Linked DNA regions of Sus scrofa: region 1 is linked to region 2. The links are chromatin contacts, called in public HiChIP or PLAC-seq maps. All regions are on one chromosome and are shown on one strand. Each heading gives the region's core, a stretch centred on a gene start, on an enhancer-like site or on the middle of the called end of the contact. The rest is flanking DNA. Distances are from core to core; before and after follow the strand shown.

Region 1 (6,698 bases), core at 1,538-4,037, 46 kb before region 2:
TTTCTCTGTCTTGAGGAACTGTGGGATGTAGGAAGATGGAGAGGAAGGAAGAGGATGAACTTCAGATCTATAGAATTCGGAGTGATGGTGAAGTCTGTCTAGTGGCAAAGTGGGGACAGGATACAAGAGCCGGGACATCTCAGGTGTCAGCAACCTGAGATCCTGCCGGTGGCGGGAGAAGACACAAGAAAGAGGAGCAGAAAAGGGACGTGACTCATGGCCCTGGGAGGAGATGGACATGTCAGGGCAGGGAACAGGGACCCCAGAGGGTCAGCCAGAAGTGAGACGAGTATGCCCCTGGCCAGGGAGCATGCAGAAAGCAGGGGGCTGGGTCACGGGGCCCAGGACAGAGTGGGCAGTGCATGGTGCCTGCTGGCCCAGAGCATTCATTTCGGATGCCGGGAAGGGAAGAAACAAAAGGAAGGGTGGGGTTTAGGGAAGTTAGGTTGTTTTTAGCAGGAAAAAGAGCAACCCTCGAAGAGGAAGATGAATAAATGCTGACGAGGAGAGGGGAACCCTGGCAGCAAGTCCTAGCCGAGGATGAAAGGCATTTAGATGTTGCTAAAGCAAATCCTACCTTGTGCTTCAGTAATGAAACTTCACAACCAAGGGGGTTTGTTCCAGGAATGCAAACATGGTTCAAAATTAGCCTATTCATGAAATTTATCAGGAACTCCAAGAGGCGGTGTTAAAGGAGAAATGTACAAAAATGATTCCCATGCCCTCTACTGCAGCTTCAGCTTAAAATATAATGAAAGGGGAGTTCTCTGCTAGCCTAGCAGGTTGAGGCTCCTGTGTTCTCACCGGTGGGGCTCTGGTTGCTGCTGTGTGATGTAAGTTCAATCCCTTGCCCAGGAACCTCCACATAATGCCCATGTGACAAAAAACACGAACAAACAAAAACACAAGAGAGAACCTGAAATGTACATTGCAACTCTCATTTAAAAAATAGGAGTGTCCAGGAGTTTCCATTGTGGCGCAGTGGAAACAAATCTGACTAGTATCCATGAAGATGCAGGTTCAACCCCTGGCCTCACTCAGTGTGTCAGGGACCCAGAGTTGCCGTGGCTGTGGCATACATAGGCTGGTAGCTGTAGCTCTGGTTCGACCCCTAGCCTGGGAACTTCCATTTGCAAAAAGCAAAAAAGAAAACAAACAAACAAACAAAAAACCCAAAAAATAGGAGTTCTCATCATGGCACAGCAGAAACGAATCCAACTAGGAATCATGAGGTTGTGGGTTCGATCCCCAGCCTCGCTCAGTGGGTTAGGGATCTGGCATTGCCACAAGCTATGGGGTAGGTCCCAGACATGGCTTGGATCTGATGTTGCTGTGGCTGTGGTGTAGGCCGGGAGCTATAGCTCCGATTTGACCCCTAGCCGGGGAACCTCCATATGCCATGGGTGCGGCCCTAAAAAGCAAAACGTAAAATAAAATATAATGAAAGGACCTCCTGCTGTGGCATAGTGGGTTAAGGATCCAGCGTTGCTATAGCTGTGGCATAGACTGTAGCTCTGGCTCAGATTCAATCCCTGGCCCTGGAACTTGCAGCTGGGGAAAAAAAAAAAGCCCACAGCACTGCAGAATAACCATTGACAGAAAGCTCTTCATTTACATTGTTAATAAACAGAGCCATTTACAAGACAAAAAATGCAATTTGGCCAATTGTCGCTTTTCTGGATCTTTCTTTCTTTTTTTTTTTTGCCACCCCAGGGCATATGGAGTTCCTGGAGTCAGGGATCAGCTCCAAGCCGCAGCTGTGACCTACACCACAGACCCTTAACCCATTGAACAAGAACAGGGATCAAATCTGCATCCTCATGGATACTAGTCAGGTTCTTAACCCATTGAGCCACAACAGAAACTCATTTTCCAGAATGTCATGCAGTTGGAAACCACAGTATGCAGCCTTTTTAAATTGGCTTCTTTCACTTAATAATATGCATTTAAATTTCCTTCGTGCCTTTTCATAGCTTGATATTTCTTTCCTTTTTATCACTGAGTCACATCTCATTACGCAGATGTACCAGTCTGTTTATCTAATAGGCACTTTTTAAAACAAACAAAACTCTTCCCTTAGGAAGGGGGACAGGAGTTCCTGCTGTGGCGCAATGGGATTTTTGGTGGCATCTCTGCAGCACCAGGACACAAGTTCGATCCCCTGCCTGGCACAGTGTGTTAAAGGATCCCAACCTGCCACAGCTGCGGTAGAGGTGGCCACTCTCGCTGGATCTGATCTCTGGCCAGGGGGCTCCATATGCCACGGGGCAGCCTAAAAAAGAAAACCCAGAAGAAAGGGGGGTGAAGTACATTTGAGGGAGATGAGGCAGAACGAAAAGGTGTGTGCAGAGAGGCACCGCGGGACGGCGCTGTGGGCTGGAGAGGGTGGGGCACAGCCAGGCTTTCCAGGGCAGAGGCATTGGGTCGCCTGGACTGGAGCGGGGCCTGCAAAAGGAAAGCCACCGGCAGGACGTACTTAGCTGGGGCCCTGGGCCTCCGGGTTCTGGGAGAGGAGGCAGAGGCATGACAGGTGCAGCAGTGGTTAGACCTTATGTTGCTTCATGTTGACCTGTGTCCTGAGGAATTTCCTGCCTAGCTCATGGTGGGTTTCAAACCCCTCATCTCCCCCTTCCTGGCAGCTGCCGTCTGGAAAAGCTCCCCACCAAGCCCTCACTTTATGAATGTGCTACAAGAATTTCCCAGGAGGCCGGGGGCTCAGAGCCTGGACATTTAGCACCTCCGTGGCCAAACTGGCAGGCTGCCTGTTGTTGCTGGTGCTAGGGTGTAATTCACCAACTGACGACAGCTGGAGAGCCTGATGGCACTGCGCCCCCCGAACCGGGGGTAGCTGTGGGAGGTGGCAGAGTAGCTCCCACTCAGCTCTGAGATTCTCAGATCCAGGGATGCCTATGGCCTTAAGGCGATCTGCTCTACCCTGGGGTCTGCCTCCGAGATCTCCGCTGTAAATGCCCCAGGGGGTGGCTTGCCTGCTTCTGCTTGTTCACCTGCAGTGCCGAGCCAGTCACTCCATTTTTAGACAGCTCAAATGATCAGTTTCTTAAACTGCAAGGCTGTCTCCCTCTAAGTCCTGGGTCCATGGCACAAGGCCACTTTTCCAGTCAGTCATTGAGACAGCAAAGCCATTCACCTGTCACTGTTCCTCTCTCCAGACTAAAAGGATTTCAGGGCCTCTGCTCTTCCGCATCCATCCCCATCTCCCTCAGACCCTCCACCTGCATGGATCAGCCCTGTATGCTGTTAGCCGAGGCCTCTCCTCTTCCAGAAAGTCCAGTTACGATTTCCTGACCATAGCTGTCAGCTCACCCCTGTTTCCTGCCTGGGATAGTGCTGGGGGGCAGGGGGCGGTTTGGGATTTCCTGGGCTCTTGTCTGCACCACAATTTTCCTCTCCTCCTCCTCTTTCTTCTCCTTCTTGTTTTCTTTTTACAGCTGAACCTGTGGCATATGGAGCTTCCCAGGCCAGGGGTCAAGTCAGAACTGCAGCTGCCAGCTTCCACCACAACCATGGCAACACCAGACTTGAGCCACGTCTGTGAACTATGCCACAGTTTGTGGCAATGCCAGATCCTTAACCTGCTGAACGATGCCAGGGATTGAACCCCCATCCTCATGGACACTATGTTGGGTTCTTAACCCACAGAGCCACAAAGGGAATTCCTAGATTCTTCTCGTTCTTGATGGCCTTGGCAATTTTGAGGCGTCCTTGTGGGGTGTAGTGTAGAATACCTCTGTGACAGAATTTGTCTGATTTTTTTTCTTAGGCTTAAACGGGGGTTCTGGGTCTTTGGGAGGAAGACCACAGAAGCAAAGGGCCATTTTCTTCTTCTTCTTTTTTTTTTGTCCTTTTGTCTTTTTTTGCCTTTTCTAGGGCCGCACCCATGGCATATGGAGGTTCCCAGGCTAGGGGTCGAATCGGAGCTATAGCCACCAGCCCACGCCAGAGCCACAGCAACGCGGGATCCGAGCCACGTCTGCGACCTACACCACAGCTCATGGCAACGCCGGATCCTTAACCCACTGAGCAAGGCCAGGGATCGAAGCCACAACCTCATGGTTCCTAGTTGGATTTGTTAACCACTGAGCCATGACGGGAACTCCGCGGATGTTTATTTTATACTTTGGGTTACAATACACTACTACTCTTTTTTGTTGCTCAAATTTTTACAGCTTTGGCCATTGGGAGCTGTTTCATTAGGCTCCTGTGTCTTTTTGTTTGTTTTCTGTTTTGGGCTGCACCTGTGGCCCATGGAGGTTCCCAGGCTAGGGGTCCAATCAGAGCTACAACTGCCAGCCTATCCCACAGCCACAGCAATGCAGGATCCGAGCCGCGTCTGCGACCTACACCACTGCTCACCAGATCTTTAGCCCACTGAGTGAGGCCAGGGATTGAAACCACATCCTCATGGATCCTAGTCGGGTTCGTTAACCGCTGAGCCACAAAGGGAACTCCCCAGAATGACAATTTTTGAGCCCAAGCTCATGCCTGCATCCGCCCTGAGGCTGTGTGTCGAGAACTAGAGAATCAGGTCCGGCCCTGCTCCCGGGCTGTTAGCACTGTGAGAGCTGAGGCTTTAGGGAAAGTTTGGAAAATCTTTAGACCTAAGATGAGAGGAACCAACAGGCCCTCTCAATACTCTCAGTCTTAATTCATGCTCTCCCACTTCAGTGTAAAGGAAACCAACAGGGATTTAAGTTAGAACTGTGGTTTGGTGGAGTCCCTGATGCCTGAGCCGCGACACTGGTGAGCATCGTGCACCAGGGAGGCTGACACCTGCCCAGGTAAGAGGTGGTGTTAGCAAGCTTCCGTCCCAGCTTTGCTCTTCCTCTGACGTTAGGGCCATGTATGTTCCCGCCCTCGTGCTCCCTGGACCTCCCTGCTCCTCCCTTGGCCCCGTCTGGAACCCCCTCTTTCTGGAATCACGTGCCTGCAGTCCTTTCCTTCCTTGACCCCACCCCACCTGTTATGTGGACTCACTGGTGCCTCCAGCCTCCCTGTGGCTCTGCCATGATTCACCTCCTCCCTGCAGGCCTTAGGGTCCTTGATCAAATACTCTGGTTGCCAGTTGCCAGCACCCTTCGGATCATCTGGAAAACTACCATCGACAGCAAAAATGCATTAATTCCTAGGAAACAAAACTCAAATACAGAAGTTTTTTGTTTGTTTGTTTGTTTTTAAGGGCTGTACCCACGGCATATGGAGGTTCCCAGGCTAGGAGTCAAACCAGAGCTACAGCTCTCGGCCTACACCACAGCCACAGCAACACAGGATCCGAGCTCCATGTGTGACCTACACCACAGCTCACAGCAACGCTGGATCCTTAACCCACTGAGCAAGGCCAGGGATCGAACCCGCAACCTCATGGTTCCTAGTCGGATTCGTTCCCACTGTGCTACAACAGGAACTCCTCTATCTATTCTTGATTGTTATGTGTAGACACACAATTTTCCTCTTTCCTCATTATTTCAAGCAAGTTTGGGGGAAATTTTTACCCTTTATTTTTGTTATCTATCTGCTCAGATGAGTCTATGTCTGAATTAGAGGAATCAGCACAGTCCAGAAACCCATGCTGGCTGCTGAGCTTTGCATTTGGCATTTGGGGGAGAGGCTGAGAACATGTTACAATTAGCTGCATCTCGGGCAGAAACAGAGTTGCTTTTGTAATTCTGCTGAAGTTCAAGTACACATAGAAGGGTGTGTACAGATGCTGAGTGGCTAAAGGGGAGGACTGTACGATGATGAGGCTCTTATCTCTCAGCTTTTTTTTTTTTTTTTTGTCTCTTTATGGCAGCACCCGCCGCATATGGAGATTCCCAGGCTAGGGGTCCAATCAGAGCAGTAGTCGCTGGCCTACACCACAGCCGCAGCAACGCCATCCAAGCTGCATCTGTGACCTGCACCACAGCTCACCGCAACACCGGATCTTTAACCCACTGAGCCAGGGCAGGGATCGGACCTGCAACCTTATGGTTCCTAGTCAGATTCTCGAACCACTGAGCCATGACTGGAACTCCTCTCTCAGCTTCTCATGCACCGTTTCCAACTCTGTTCCTGGGATACCAGCCACAGAAGCCTGCACAGGTTTGCCAGCTGGCAAACCATTGGATTCTCCAACAGAGCTTCAGCAGTAGGGGAAGGAAAGCGGACGTGCGCCTTCCTGCCCTATCAGCACCCATCCCAGCCTCGCCTTTGCAACCAATGTCCCCACTGACAAAGCTGAGTCCAGGGGCCATTCCCAACAAGCTCAGGAGCTGTTTCGCCCTCAGACACCAGCACCCTCCTCAGTGGCGCCTCCCCCTGGAGCTGCTACTGCCTTTCCGTTTTTCAGTGTCTCTTTTAGGTCTATTTTAGCAAATACGTCAACAATTCTATCATAGTGCTAAAATAACTTGCCTGGTGTCTGTCCCCACTTGACCCATGACTGATGGACATAGAAAGGAAATTTCTATCTATCGAAGTAGTCTCCGGACTATGTTTTAAATCTTTCATAAACAGGAACGGAGGCCGTGAGCACGTCCTCCGGGGCAGGGCATATGGGCAAGGTCACTGGAAGTCTGCACGTGACCATCTTTGGGCTAGAGAAAACATTTGAAGCTAAGGCCTGGAGTGAATTCTTATTTTCAAATCTAAATATTTGAACTTCCTTACATCCCAAATTTAAAATTAAAATGAACTGGAGT
Region 2 (7,051 bases), core at 2,941-5,440:
TCTTGGCCACAAGGAAGAGGAAGACGGTCTGGGCCAGGAGCACGTTGATGGCAACAGTACACTTCTGGCCACCCGCTGCCCATGACCAAGAGGCCCTCAGAGCAGATCGCCACCTCCCCACCGTGAGGCACCCCCCTCCCCACAAGGAGTCCATGTCCCCGGTCCCAGGTCCGGTGCCATTCTGCCCTCCCAGCTCCCCCCTGGGCCGCTGGCCAGGACCATGGCTCCCCTCCCACAGGCGCTGGGTACCCTTGGCGGGAAGGAAGTAGATGAGGACAGCCACGGAGGAGATGAGGACACAGGGCGCGATGATGTTGATGACGTAGAAGAGGGGCTTGCGCTGGATGAGCAGGTAGAAGACGACCTTCTGGTGGCCTGCCTCCTCGGCCGGCGCCGCCTCGTCCAGCAGCATCTTGGCCGGCCGGTGCCGGATGGCCCACTCCCCATTTTCTGTGGGCAGCAGGCTGAGTGGGCACAGGGGGTGCGGACAGGCAGACAGAAACCCAAGTCCGTGCGACCCAGCCACGGGGCAGCCAGCGTGTGCCCAGGGGAGCCAAGGGTGGAAACAGGGGCGGGTGGATGCCTGATCTCCCTCCTGCCGAAACTGGGCGAATTATCCTGGGGGAAATCAGAACTTTGCTGGGCCTTTGAATAGATGTATTTTATGGTTGGGTGTGGTTTTCACCTTGGGTTTCATGGGAGGGTGGCATGAGCCAGGTCTGGCCCTGCCCCACAGCCGGCTCCAGCAGGGGCCTTGGGTGGAGGGTACCTGTGAAAGCCTCGGGGTCAATGAAGATCCACTCGATGGTCTGACCGTCCTCTTGGCTCAGCTGCAAATTGATCTCGTTGGTGCTGTAGGTCTGGGACCTGGGAGACGGGGAGGGAAAGAGGATAAATTTGAGCGGGTGTAGACCCACCCACGGTGTCACACAGATGGTCACCTGAGGGCAAATGTGGGCCGTTTTGCCTCCAAAAGCGCAGCCAAGAATTTCTGAGGTCAGAAAATCCTGGCGGGATGTGACAGGGCAGGGAGTTGGGCTCTTGGAGTTGAAGGGCCAGGAGGCTGCTGCCCAGTGCGCCCCCTGGTGGCCAAATGTTCCAGGATCCCGCTGTTTCTGGGGGAGAACAGGGACCAGGGACCTTGGTGAGACCCTGCACCTCTCTGGTTTGCCCAGGAGGGTCTCCCTGCCAGGTGTCCTTGTGAAAAAGACCGTCCCTGTAAAATATGGGGAAACCCTCACACAGTCCCTCTTTCTCCCTTTTTTTTTTAAGGGTCACACCTGTGGCATACGGAGGTTTCCAGGCTAGGGGTCATATCGGAGCTATAGCCACTGGCCTACACCACATCCACAGCAACACGAAATCCCCAGCCGCATCATTGACCTACAGCACAGCTCACGGCAACACCAGATCCTTAACCCACGAGCAAGGCCAGGGATCGAACCTGCAACCTCATGGTTACTAGGGTTTGTTTCCTCTGCACCACAGGAACTCATTAGTGGATGAAGACACTGAGGCAGCGCCCCCCTCCTCCGCGGGGCTGGAGGGTGCAGCCTGTGTGAGCATGCGTGTCATGGACGTGTGTGGGCCTTCTTGCCCGCCCACCCCCGCCCTCATAGTCCCTCTTTGGGGCACAGGCAGGGAAACTAAGGCAGTGAAGGAGGGTGAGCGAGGAGCCTGGGCCTTAGCAGGCAGGGACATGGGTGTCTTGGGGTGTCTGGGCCCGAGTCAGGCACAGAGGCCCCAGGGAAGTGGAGTCATGCCCCTGGCTGGAAGCCCCATGTCCCCTCCCCCTCCAGGGCCCCTCTTGGAGCGGCTCCCCAAATCCCCACCCCCGTCAGTGGCCTCACTGGAAGATGAGGGAGCAGTTCTGCCAGTCGAAGGGGAAGTAGGTGACAGAGACGGGGCAGGAGGAGCGGAAGATGGCGGGCGGCAGCCAGTAGACGCAGCCATCGGGGGACACGAGCACGTTGCAGTAGAGGGCCACCTCGAACACGCCGTCCACGCTGCGTACAGACCAGGCCACGAGGCGGGGGGCTCATACCTGATGATCCCTGCCTGGCCAAGACCTGTGCCCAGACCAGCCCTCCGCCCCAAGTGGATGGAGCCTGGGGGCAGCAGCCCTCCCCCGCCCCTGCCCAGTCCCCTCCTGGCCCCACAGGAACCTCCCTGCCACACCCACCCCACTAGGGTCCCTCGGCCCCACCTCCTAATCACTACTGCGTTCCCCTACTCTCTTCATGTCCTAACAGTGAGCGACACACCAGCTAAGCTGCCAGGCCATTGGCAGCCCTAGCGAGCCTGTCCTGTTGACTCCTGACACAACTTCTGTAGGAGCTGTCCTTGTCCCCATGGTAGAGGAAGAGCCACCCACCCGGGTGGCCCAGGTGGGAGGTGCTGGAGCCAGGTCTGGAATCAGGTCTGCTGGCCCTGGGCCCTACCCTCATCACCTGTCCCCGTGGGGTCCCCAGGCTGCACCCTCTGTTCACCTGTCTCTTTTTCCCAGAGCCCCCTTGTCCTGCTGGGCTCTGCCCTTGTGTCCTTTGTCCCCCCACCCTGCCTGCACGCCGTCCTCACTTGTTCTCCAGCACGACGTCAGGCCGCCACACCATGGCAGACGGTACCCTCAGGATCCACAGGCCTTCGTAGTCGCTTGGGTCCCAGCGCAGGCGGTAGTCACACCACTGCTGCAGGGGAAGGGGGTGGCCAGGCCCCTGCTGCACCATCCCACCCCCAGGAACGGGAGCCTGGGGTTGGGTGGGGTGAGGGAGGGGAGGGGTGGACGAGGCTGGAGGGAAACAGCAGCTCCAAGGGCCTCGGGACCCCAGGGTGGGGGCTGATAGAGGGAAAGAGGGCGGCAGGGTGGCGTCTCACCATTTCTATCCAGACGTTGGTGGTGAGGGCCTCCTCTCGCTCATTCTGGGGGTGCAGAACGGAGGGCTAAACCCCATCCCTTAGCCTCCCCAGAGGTTAGTCCCGACGAGACCCCAGCTTTTGGGCGGCCCCCTCGGGAGTTTTCCAGCTCCCGGGCTCTCCCCTGTGGGCGCTCCCTGCTCCTGGCTGCTGGGGCCAGCCCCCTCTCCCCCCAGCAGGTCCCAGGGGCAGGAGGTGCCACCCCCCACCCGGCCCCTGTCCTGCATCGCGTGCTCACCAGGGAGATGAGGTTGGTCAGGGTGAGCTTCAGGCTGACGTTGACGACATCCGAGTCGTGCTCGGCGGGCCTCAGGTGGGGGTTGTAGTTGTGCATCAGGTCCCCGAGCAGCCGCTCCTCCTGGTTCCGGCCCTGGGCCCCTGCAACCGTCCGCGGTGAGTGGGGGGTGCAGGGGCTCTGGGGCCGAAGGAGAGGGAGGCCGCAGGAGGGTGTGACTTGGAGAAGCAGGGAGCTGGGGGTGGCAATCGGGCTCCAGTAACCCTCCAGACCCTCCGTCCCCTGAGGCCTTGCACCCCGGCTCCTGGACACTCCAGGCCCTGCACCCCCCAGGGTCCACACCCAGGCAGACAGCCAGCAGTGGCAGGAGGAGTAGCAGCCTCTGGCCCCCGTGCATGGCGCCGCAGCTTTCGGCAGTGACAGCAGTGGGACTGCAGCTCCCCCGGCCTGGGCTAGAGAGATGCAGGCTCTGGGTCTCATGTAACAGCCCACACTCCCACCCCAGCCAGCCTGGCCCCACCAGCTGTCTGACCACAGAGCCGTCAGCTGTTCCAGGATGGACACAATGCCAGGGTCAGGTTACCCAGACTGGGGAGGACCGAGGGGCCCCGTCTGCCCCAACGGAGACGGTCCAGCATCTGTCCCCACGCTCAGGCTCCATCCATGTTCCAGCTGGGGGCCGAGGACACCAGCCAGGGACAGATGGGTGGGGAGAGAAGGCAGGGTGCTGAGGAGGGGCCTTGACCAGGGTCAGAATTTGGGGGATGTGTTTGTGTGACAGCTGATGGGTAAGCAGGTTTCGTCCCAAACATGTCCCACCAGCCTGACATCTCCATGGTGACTCCACCAGGCTGAGACGCTGAAGGCCAAGTGCCCACGGGAGAGACCAGCTCTGTCCCCCAGGCAACGACACCTTAACACAAATGAGGGCACCAGGTCAGTGTCCCCCCATTCTCTGAGGCATGGGACTGGGGCCTGGTGAGCTTGAAACGGGGAGGGTTGGGAGTTCCTGGTGTGGCTCCATGGGTTATGAACCCAACTAGCATCCATGAGGACGTGGGTTCAATCTCTGGCCTCGCTCCGTGGGTTAAGGATCCGGTTGCCGTGAGCTGCACTGTAGGTCACTGCAGATGCAGCTTGGATCCAAGGTGGCTGTGGCTGTAGTGTCGGCCGGCAGCTGCAGCTCCAATTCGACCCCTAGCCTGGGAACCTCCCTATGCCACAGGTGCAGCCCGCAAAAGAGAGAAAATCTCTCGTGTTCACTTGCGGTCTAACAGCTTTGCCACCTTCTACTCCAGAGGCTGGAAAAGCAAAATGATTGTTTCCCAGGCTCCCTTGCAGATGGAGTGGCCGGGTGAAAACAGCTTGGCTGATGGGGTGTCTGTTGATGTCGGCTGAGGGGCTTCAGCTTTTGCTTCCTGATAAAAGGGGCAGAAATGGCTGGCCCCTTTCCTACTTGATGTGATGCGTGGTGATGTGACAGTCATCGAACCACCAGAAGCAACCAGCCTGAAGACAAAGCCGGGACACTAAGGAGGAAGGGCTGGGCAGGGGGCACAGAGCCTGGGTCCCTCCTAGCTTTGTGGGGCAGCTGAGACACAGCTTACCATGTGAGAAAGAGGACACCTTACTTCTTGTTTAAATCACAGGGTTTTTTGTTTGTTGGTTTGTTTGTTTTGCTTTTTAGGGCCCCCACCTGGCATATGGAAGTTCCCAGGCTAGGGGTCTAATTGGAGCTTCCGCTGCCAGCCTACACCACAGCCACAGCAACGCTGGATCCTTAACCCACTGAGCGAGGCCAGGGATTGAACCCACATCTTCCTGGATACTAGTTGGGTCCATTCCCTGCTGAGCCACAGTGGGAACTCCCTAAACCACAGTTCTTTGGGTTTTGTGTTCCTTACGGCCCAGCGCAATCCTGATGGATTCATGGCCCTTTGCAAGAGAGTGGGTAGCCTTGATGGCCTGCAGAGTGTGTAGGGACGCCCTCTGGCTTCTTGGGAAGCTGGTCCCTGGGGTGTGACTTCCTGGGAAGGGAAGGCCACATGGATAGGTCCCGATAGCACCCTGGGGGAGTGGGTACTGTCGGGGGACCCTCTGTGACCCTGGGCACCTGCGTAAGAGTTACCCCTGGTTGGGTGTGGCATTTGGGGGTTGCCTTCTCTGGAATGGTTACAGCCACTTGAGCAGGTCAGACAAGGAGACCTTCCTGTCGGACTAAGACCTGCTGCCCACAGCGCCACCGTATGACAGAGAGAGGCAACAACAGTGGCTGAGGGATCTGATTTCTGCCCTCTCTGGTCTCAGTGAGACAGGCACCTTCCCAGCGTTAGTGGCCAATTCCAGGAAAGACCCAGACAGACTGTTCATCTGAAGGATAGAAGTCCAAGCTATTTTCTTTCCCTGTTCAAGGGGAAAAGTTAAAGATTTGTACCTTGACTTTTTGATTTAAAAAAACTTTTTTTTTTCTTTCTGCAGCCACACCTGTGGCATATGGAAGTTCCCAGCCCTGGGATTGAGTCGGAGCTGCATCTGCGACCTACACCACAGCTCACAGCAACACCGGATCCCTAACTTGCTGAATAAGGCCAGGGATCGAACCCGTGTCCTCACAGATACTAGGTGAATTCATTAACCACTGAGCCACCTTTGCAGATGAGAAAACTGAAGCCAAGAGATGAGGAGTGGTTCACTGAAAGTCATGCCGCTAGTGTAAGGCGCCACCCCAAAACGTTGTCTCTTCAAACAACAAACATTTATTGTCTCATGATTGCTGAGGGTCAGAAATCCAGTAGCCGTTTAGTTGGGAGGTTCTAGCTCAGAGACTTTTGGGGGGCTGTGATCTCCTCTGAAGGCTCCATTGTGCCTGAAGGATCCCCTTCCAATATCACTCACATAGCTGTTGGCAGGAGGCCTCAGTTCCTTGCCATATGGGCTTCTCCACAGTGCTGCTCATCATGCCAGCCGGCTCCCCCAAAGTCCAAGAGCCAACTGAGAATGATTGAGGGAGTGCGAGCAAGACAGACAGAAAGAGGGGGGCGGGGTCCAGCAGGTCTCCACAGTACTGGGCTGCAGGTTCGATCCCCAGCCTGGCACAGTGGGTTAAGGATCCAGGATCGTATGAAGTCCCAACTGGGGTGCAGATCTGATCCCTGGCCTGCGAACTCCCTATGCCATGGGGAAGCCAAAAGAGAAAAAAAGAGAGGGGGGGGGCTACAGTGCCTCTTAGGACCTAATCTCGGAAGTGACGCACTAACACTTACGCTCCATGCTCTGGGTCGCACAGACAAGTCCTGGAGCCGTGGGAGTCACTACGCAGGGTATAAATAACAGGAAGTGGGGATCATGGGGCAACCTTGGTGGTGGGCTATCTCACAGAAACACATCCTTTGGCTCCTGCACCCTCAGCCTTTGGCCCTCGGGATGGGATTGGTGGGGGCCCCTTGGCGGTGGAGCTGCCAGATTCAGCAAAGTAAATTACAAGAGTCCCAGTTAAAGTTAAATTTCAGATAAACAAGGAATCATTTCTTAGCACAAGTATGTCCCAGGTCTTGCCTGGCAACCCCGCTCCAGCGAGGAGGAATAGGGTCAAGAGGGGACAATCCTGGGCGGACGGCCGAGTCCCAGGGCTCTAGGATGGTGTGTGTGACCCGAGGCTGATGGGCTGACCTCTGGCCCCTGCAGATGCTGAACCTGACCCTTCCACCCCCCGCCCCAGCTTCCCAGAGGGAACCAGACAGGGAAGCCAAGGCAGAAGGGCCTGGGGGAGCCCATTCTGCATTCCCGGTGCTCCCACGCCTGCCAAAAATCTCTTCTGCCAGTGGCCTGGAGAGGGGTCTCCCCAACCTCAGCTCCAGGTGGTGTCTCAGAAGCCCAAGGCTAAGGGGTGTCAGGAGGAGGTGG

The links. HiChIP or PLAC-seq counts read pairs in DNA pulled down with a chosen protein or histone mark.
Region 1: a contact with region 2 is called in an H3K27ac HiChIP or PLAC-seq map of skeletal muscle. The contact joins the enhancer-like site here to the promoter of CHRNG in region 2. A contact is called at or near these places in 2 of 5 promoter capture datasets (fetal skeletal muscle and liver), 11 of 47 Hi-C or Micro-C datasets (embryonic fibroblasts, epiblast stem cells, liver and 4 more) and 2 of 2 datasets of contacts at active chromatin or transcription factors (alveolar macrophages and skeletal muscle).

The regions. Positions count from the first base shown.
Region 1 is chr15:133,093,795-133,100,492 of Sscrofa11.1, reverse strand. No RefSeq gene overlaps it. Among named protein-coding and RNA genes, the nearest start is that of EFHD1, 23 kb to the left of the region's middle. Within about 2 kb of position 2,787, at least 4 of the 83 cell types and tissues checked have an H3K27ac peak or open chromatin away from gene starts, as enhancers often do. A contact at or near this core is called in skeletal muscle, where this site is marked.
Region 2 is chr15:133,048,807-133,055,857 of Sscrofa11.1, reverse strand. It overlaps CHRNG (acetylcholine receptor subunit gamma), which reads right to left and starts at 4,190. Exons shown (of 12, transcript XM_003133731.3): 1 at 3,491-4,190; 2 at 3,152-3,291; 3 at 2,875-2,919; 4 at 2,578-2,687; 5 at 1,851-2,006; 6 at 770-867; 7 at 250-450; 8 at 1-75. The coding sequence starts at 3,545.